Linked DNA regions of Sus scrofa: region 2 is linked to region 1. Evidence: chromatin contacts called from public promoter capture Hi-C data. All regions are on one chromosome and are shown on one strand. The core of a region is the stretch at or near the end of the contact, and the rest is flanking DNA. Distances in the headings are between cores, read along the strand shown.

Evidence for each region. Promoter capture Hi-C pulls out the DNA fragments that hold promoters and counts their contacts.
Region 2: a promoter capture Hi-C map of fetal liver shows a contact between it and region 1, with 3 times the contacts expected there. The contact joins the promoter of TRMT6 here to the promoter of TMEM230 in region 1. A contact is called at or near these places in 1 of 5 promoter capture datasets (fetal liver) and 1 of 47 Hi-C or Micro-C datasets (liver).

The regions. Positions count from the first base shown.
Region 1 is chr17:14,134,029-14,137,955 of Sscrofa11.1, reverse strand. TMEM230 (transmembrane protein 230) reads left to right here and starts at 1,599. Exons shown (of 4, transcript NM_001244345.1): 1 at 1,599-1,665. PCNA (proliferating cell nuclear antigen) reads left to right here. Exons shown (of 6, transcript NM_001291925.1): 6 at 1-210.
Region 2 is chr17:14,788,486-14,792,305 of Sscrofa11.1, reverse strand. TRMT6 (tRNA (adenine(58)-N(1))-methyltransferase non-catalytic subunit TRM6) reads left to right here and starts at 1,988. Exons shown (of 9, transcript XR_002339863.1): 1 at 1,988-2,298. MCM8 (DNA helicase MCM8) reads right to left here and starts at 1,908. Exons shown (of 17, transcript XR_002339862.1): 1 at 1,725-1,908.

The sequences.
Region 1 (3,927 bases), core at 350-2,849:
TTTCTGTAAATAACCTGTTTTTTTTTTTTCCTCCATTCTCTACAATTTAAGTCCAAAGTCAAATCTGGTCTTGTTAGCCTAGAAATACTCATTAATGATTTTTATAAACAAAAGGGTTTTGACTCTAAATACAGTTTTAAGTATTGTTTTCACTTTAAATAAAAGTCATTTGAATTTCAAGCATCCCAGGACAGTGCCTTCATTTGGACCACAATGGTTGCAAGTATCCTAGGGAAGTCACAATTCAAGCAACTTTTTCATGTAAATGTGTTTTTTTTTTTTTTTTTTCCAGTCAGCTTGTTATGAATTAGATATAGCAATAGAAAGTATTTAAAATACAGTAGGTGACAAAACACTTGCCAATCTTATTTTGGTATTTTGACTTGAGCTCAAGAAGTGCAAAGGGGAGAGTAGAACAAATCTTATATATTTTGTTGTCATTTTTGTTACTAACACTTTACAGAAGCTTAATGTACCTAAAAAGTTCTATGGGCTTTGTAAGACTAGCATTGTTATAGAGCAGTGTGTTTCTTTAGCCTAGGGCGCCTTGTACAGGAGTATTGGAAGTTTTTGTAGATGTGTGATAGGGCCCAAGGAGTGTGTTTGTGCAAAAATAATTTCTCTAGTGTAAGCCTCCTTTTGGAGGACTTAACTCCTTTTAAAGGATGAAGATGGCTTAAATTCCATAGGTGTTGAATTCAACCAAGAAAGTGAGAAGGCCTGGCAGTAATTGTGCTACAAGGTCACAAATTGGCATGCTGCATAATGAGAATTGCTTTATTGTTCTTTTTCTAGTGTATTTTGTGGTTTGGCGTATTATATGACTGGTTTTTGTTATATCTGCGCTGAGTTCTAGTTTCTGGATCCTCAAACTTCCTGTGCCCTCTGCAGTTTGTCTGGGGCATAGGGAAGGAGATTGGCTGCAAAGGGCCCAGATAAATGTTTTTGGAGTGATGGAAATATTTTTATCTGCACTATGGTGATAGTTCCAAAACTATATGCATTTGTCAAAACTAATCCAATTGTACTTTATTATATGTAAGTTATACTTTAATAAACCTTGACATTTTAAAAAACGATGTGTTGCCAATGTCCCCCATGGGCTGGCCTCTTACCCAAGTAAGGCCTGGAGGAGAGAGAAACACAAGAAGTGGGGTGCGGTATAGAAGGGCAGAAACGGCCCCAGGGGGAAGGCGGCCAGCCCTGGGCTTAACGGTGTGCTGACAGTTCCGGGCTTTTGGCACCTTTGCCGGCTAGGCTTCCGCCTCCCGAGGGCGACACTGACGGCGCCAGAGGGGCGCGAAAGAAACACGTAGTCGGCTAGCCCTGGGCCTGACTGTGACCCAGGCGGCCCGACTGCCTAGGTTCCCACCGGGTGGAGGTAGTCAGCAGCCAGCTCAGGTTGCGGCGCCTCCTGAAACCCAACGTGGCGCGCTCCACCTCCGCAACTCGTTGCTTTCTGCGGGCCAATCACTCGACCGTAGGCCGGAAGCCGGAACGAGACGGCGTCGCTCCTGGTGACGCCACGCCTGGCACGCCAACTTCCCGTATGCCGTTTCCGGCGCCCCGCTTGTCGGAGGCGGGGCGGCAGTTGGGGGAAGTGTGCCATGAGGCTTCGGGCGCGCTTTCTGCCAACCGTGAGCGAGCTTTTGGCGCGGGGCTCCGGTAAGGCCTGCGGTAAGGCGTGCGTACGGCTGGCAGGGAGCGGAAGTGCCCGCTTGAGGCTCGCGGCGTGGTGGAGACTGCGCTCCCCGCTGACATCCAGCCCTGAGTCCTTGCTGTGGAGCGTTCGCCCGCCTGAGGCAGGGCTGGCTTCTTTCCAAAAACCGGTTTTTGTTTTCCGTCTAAATTCGCCTCGGTTCTGTCTCTTGCTGGCTCGGTCTGGGCGGGCAGGGAAGTAGCGTGTGTGGAGGCGAGCAGGCACTGTGTTGAGTGCTTTGCTGTTGCTCTTAACATTTCTTGCTACTACATTCAAGTGCTGAGGAAGTGTTGGGCTTGCGGTGGGACTGGTAAAAAAAGCTTGCTGGGAACTTGACCTAGTACTTGGAAAACGTTGATTTATTTACGTTTGCCTTTCGCTTCTTTGCCACCAATGAGAATTCGTCTCCCCTGTCCTTCACGTCCTGCATTTCTTTATGTTTTGATGAGGTGTATGAATAGTTAATGGAAGTGTATGTGAATTTCTTTTTTTAAACACTAATACAAATCAAACGTGATAAATGCCCTCAAAACCCCCACATACTGGTAGTCTGGACTTTTAAGTTTTATGGAATTAAATTTAGATCATCTTGTAATTGGGTTCTCAACATTTAAAAACCTAGTGATTGACGCAGTTTGATCCAGCCGTTTTAGAAAAGCCAATAGGTTAGCATACTTTCTTTTTCAATACTTGATTTCTTCGACAGCATGTAATTATTAAAAAGGAACGTGAGCATTTAGCACCAATTCCTTTATAATGCTAGTTTAGGTTGACTGCAGGTCACTTAAAACAGCTCATTAAAAAACATAAAATAAAAAAATCCCAGCTCATTAATATCCGGTATTAAGTATATATAAGGCACTTAAAAAAGCACCTGTCAAGCTAACACCAGGTAGTTGTTAGCTGCTATTATAATGACGATTGTTTGCAATATGTCATACCAAAGGAAGGGTGGTCTTTTATGTTTTATGGGTTTTTTTTTTTTTTTTAAGTGTTGCCCTTTTTGAAATAGTTTTCTTTTTTAAAGATATGTTTCACTTTTAGAAATCAAATAGCTTCATGATCAAAGTAGATTTACTTGTTTCATTAACATTGTGATTTTTGTAGAGGAAAAGTACACAAATGTGTTTTTCTTTTTAGGGCCACACCTGCAGCATATGGAAGTTCCCAGGCTAAGGATCGAATTGGAGTTGCAGCTGCCGGCCTACAAGGGATTAGAGCCGTATCTGCAACCTATGCCGAAGCCTGTGGCAATGCCAGATCCTTAACCCATTGATTGAGGCCAGGGATCGAACCTGCATCCTCACAGACACTGTGTTGGGTTCTTATCCCACTGAGCTACAATGGAAACTACCTTTTTTCTTTTTTTTCTTTTTTTGGACTCTCCTTCAGCATTTGGAAGTTCCTGGGCCACAGCATCGACCCAAGCCACTGCAGTGACAACCCACTGCACTACAAGAGAACTCCCAAATGTTTTTCAAGGTAAATGTCAGTGTTTTTTAGTCTTTTATTTTTTTTTATTTGCTTTTCAGGGCTGTACCTGTAACCTATGGAAGTTTCCAGGCTAGGGGTCAAATTGGAGCTACTCCTGCTGGCCTATACCACAGCTCACAGCAATGCCAGATCCTTAACCTACTGAGAGAGGTCAGGGATTGAACCCTGCCTTCATGGATACCAGTCAGGTTCATAATCTGCTGAGCCCCAACGGGAACTCCCTAGTCTTATTTTTTAAACTGGTGACATAGTAATCATGATTTCATTACTATGGTCAGCTTTGAACAAAATCCAGATATTTATTCAGGGTTTTTTGTTTGTTTGTTTTTTGGTTTGTTTATTTTTTTTTAATGAAGCTGTAGAAGTAACCTGGAAAGTGAAAATGATTTTCAGTGCTTGGGATAGAACAGAGAGGCAGGCAAATCAGAGGGCACTGGTAGCATACTGGTAGTCAATAGCTTATCCCAATTTACAACAAGAATCCTTACCAATCTTTTGCGTTAATAGGGTATTATCTATCAGAGGGAACAGGCAAAATGTTGATGTGAATGTATTCTATTCCCCACCCTCTCCCCTCTCTCCTTGACGAATAAGAGGATCCCTTAAGTATATGCTCCCCTTGCTTTTTCTAGAAGCAGGGACAGGGACAGGCAATACTCTACTATAGCAGAATGGTTGAAAATGTGGCCTTTGATGTCAGATGGACTTGGACTTAAGTCACCACTCTTTCACCT
Region 2 (3,820 bases), core at 739-3,238, 650 kb before region 1:
TCCGGAGCATTTTATGTTTAGTGAAGTAAAGCAGAGATAGATACTATATATCTTCACTTATATGTGGAATCTAAAAAAACCCAACGAAAAAATGAATAATAATATTAATATTACAATATAATAATAATACTCTGCTCATACGAAACAGACTCACAGATACAGAGAACTAGTGGTTCAGTGGGAAGAGGGGTGAGGGGAGGGGCAAAATAGGTAAAAAGTATTAAGGGGTATAAACTGCCAGTTATAAACTAAGTTAAAGGATGTTAACAGGATGTAATGTACATTACAGGAAAAACGGCCAATATGTTATAATAACTTTGTTTTTTTTTTTTTTTTTGTCTTTTTGCTATTTCTTGGGCCGCTCCTGCGGCATATGGAGGTTCCCAGGCTAGGGGTCTAATCAGAGCTGTGGCCGCCAGCCTACGCCAGAGCCACAGCAACGCGGGATCCGAGCCGCTTCTGCAACCTACACCACAGCTCACGGCAACGCCAGATCGCAACGCCAGATCGTTAACCCACTGAGCAAGGGCAGGGACCGAACCCGCAACCTCATGGTTCCTAGTCGGATTCGTTAACCACTGCGCCACGATGGGAACTCCTTATAATAACTTTGAATGGAACATAATACATAAAATATTAGGTCACTATGTTGTTTACCTGAAACTAATACCTTATAAACATTATAAATAATATTTTAATCAGCTATAAACAATAATAAACTATAAATTCAATAGTTCATTCCCAAGGGTTAAAATGTATAAAAATATACCCATACTCTAACGCAATTCATTACCAGGCAGCGTATCTGCATCTATATTTATTTACTTATTTTTATATTTTTGTCTTTTGCCTTTTTTTTAGAGCTGCATCCACAGCATATGGAGGTTCCCAGGCTACAGGTCTAATTGGAGCTGTAGCTGCCAGCCTACGCCACAGCAACGCCAGTTCTGAGCCGCGTCTGTGACCTACACCACAGCTCACGGCAACGCGGATCCTTGACCACTGAGCGAGGCCGGGGATCGAACCCTCAACCTCTTGGTTCCTAGTCGGATTCGTTTCCGCTGCGCCACAATGGGAACTCCCGCAGCTCTATTTAAAAAGATTTAATTAATACGTTAATAACTAAACAAGTTCACGATCTTAAGGCACTAACATGGCTTTGATAATCATGTAGACCACATCGTACGTCAAGAAACTGAAGCAAAAAAAAAAAAAATTAACTATGTGCTTGGGCTGTGCGATGGAAATCCTGTGAAATCAGACTGTTATGATCATTATAAGCTACAGATGTGATAAATTCATTTGAGTAATAAAAAATGAAATAAAATTAAAAAAAATTAACTGATCAACTGGTGACAGAACGAAGCTCAAATTTCCTATCCACATTCCCAGGCTGAAGCTCTCCTTCGACAACGCTATGTCCCCTATCTTTCTCAAAGGAGGTAATACAGTGGGAATAACTACTAAGGAGTAGGACTGGAGAAAGAGGCAAGGACCCGCCCGTCGAGCTGCTATGCTTGGTCAAATACCTCGCTTCATTTAAGTCTTCTCAGACTAAGTTTTTACTTGCAAAGGATGACAGGTCACAGAGCTCTCTTAGTTCGTGGATGGGTTGGCTCTCCCTTCCTAGCTGGGGGAAGCTCGGCGGAGCGGAGGAGACTCCACGGTCCGAGCTCCTCAGATGACTCTGCCTAAGTCCCGCAGACTCTTCGCCCTCAGCTTACCTGACGTCCCCGGGAGGGGCCAAGGATTGTACGTCAAAGCTGCTCGGGGACCTCGGCTTCTCCACTGAGGCTGCAGTGGGTCGCCGAATAGGTCTACTTCAGGCAGCCACAACAGGGTCTGAAACCTAACTCCAGTCTTCTAAGTTCTTTTTTGGCGCTTCTGTGACGCAACTTCCGCCCGTAGCTGCGGCGTGACGGGAGGGGCGAGATGGAGGGCAGCCAATCAAGGAGATCGGCCAGACGGAAGCTGTGAGGCTCCCGGAAGTTGTCCTGAGGCTCTGACCGGAAAGCGGAAGCGGTGCGCAGCACGTGGGGGAGGTGCAGATCTCTGGGCTCGGCGTCCCCTCGGTTTGTGCGAGGCCAGGCCGCCGGCGGCGACAACCCTAGACGAGGGGCGGAGAGGGAACTAGAGAGACGCCGCGGAGCTCAGAGATCGGCTGAGCGTCATGGAGGGCTCTGACGAGCAACCGGGCCCACAGCCACTGCATCCCGGGGATCACTGCATCCGCGACGGCGACTTCGTGGTGCTGAAACGGGAAGATGTGTTTAAAGCAGTGCAAGTCCAGCGGAGAAAGTAAGTCAGGTCTCTGGCCTTATGGTTTCCCAGCCCCCACCTTCAGGAGACGCTCTCTCTCATTAACTACTCTCGGGTCTTCGCACCTAGGCATTTGCATCCAAGACCCCGTTCTCAGCCCCTGGGATCCGTTTCACCCCACCTGTCTTAAGCATCCCGCTTAATCTTTCCACAGAGTTCTTTTCCCATTCTTGGCTTTAGGTGCCTTGCCTCTTTCACCATCCCTGTCCCGGAGTTCTTTTCCTAGGTTCTTGAGGTCTTCTTTCCTATCTTCTCACAGAACCCCTTCACCCTCTGATCTCACCCTTGTCTCCCAGAGTCCACCCAACGCCCCATCACTACTTTATTTTGTATTCTTGAAACCAATACTTTTTTCTTCTCAGATTTTCTGATTGGAAATGTGTATGTGCTTCCAAGTACATAATTTTGAAAAGTGCTAATACTAATTATTTAAACTTTTTAGTTGAAATATAGCAATGCAGCAAAGTCCTTAGGTCATAAGTTGGATGAATGATTTCAGAGTTACACAGCTGTATAGTAACTGTAGGTGAAACTTCGGTTTCTCTCTTGCATTGTCCTTTTAAGTTACTTTATTGTGAAATGTGATTGTTAGAGTATACTTCTCAATAGTGTGCTCTTTCAGACAAGAGCTTTTTATTTCTAAGGAGACATCTCTATTTCTGAAACATATTCTTTAGACAGTCATTTTGAAACATTTCCATCAGTTTTCTTGGCAGCAGCCATGGCATTAGTTTCCATTTTATTTAGAAAATTAAGCTTTGAGCTCAGTTACATCCCAGGCCAGATTCTCCCTTCACTATTCCTCAAGGCTGCATTCATCTGGTTGTGCAGAAGCAATCCTGGCTCTCTGAGCAGACTCTGCAAATACCACTTTTTCCCAGCAAAGCACACAGGGTCCACTTTTCCTGACTAGGGCAGTGACCTCCTGTTAGGCCAAACAGTTTGCCTGACACACTCTGCTTTGCCTACCAGACCAGCTGCCAGAGGGATAAACCCAGCCTAGCTCAGACGCAGGGGCACTCTGCTAGCCCTGGGGTACTCAAAGGATGTGGTGGGGGAAGATGCACATCTGGGCTGAGCTGAGTTTCAGCCTCTCTGAGGGGGTTTATGTCAGTGTATATTTTGAGTATTAAATGTTAATCACTGAGGACCCAGCAAAGAACAAGAATTGACCCTACCCAAATACTTGGGGAGAGTCACTGAGATGGTTCAGATGAGGAGATTTAATGAAGAAATGACAGATATACTTACAAGAGATGTGACAAAGTTTAGAGAACCACCAGTAGAGACTGGTGATGCACCCAAGGGTCTAGAATGTTGGGAAGCCTTCAGCATGAAAGGCAGTCTTTGCATCTGTCCTGGTTGGCTTCATAAGAAAGAGAAGGTATGGGATGGGGCATAAAGAAAATTACACAGTGCGCATCTTTCAGGATTCAGAGTTCTGTTTACATGGGCCATGTCCTGAAGCTAAGCATGGCTTCCGGAGATCCATTTATTTCCT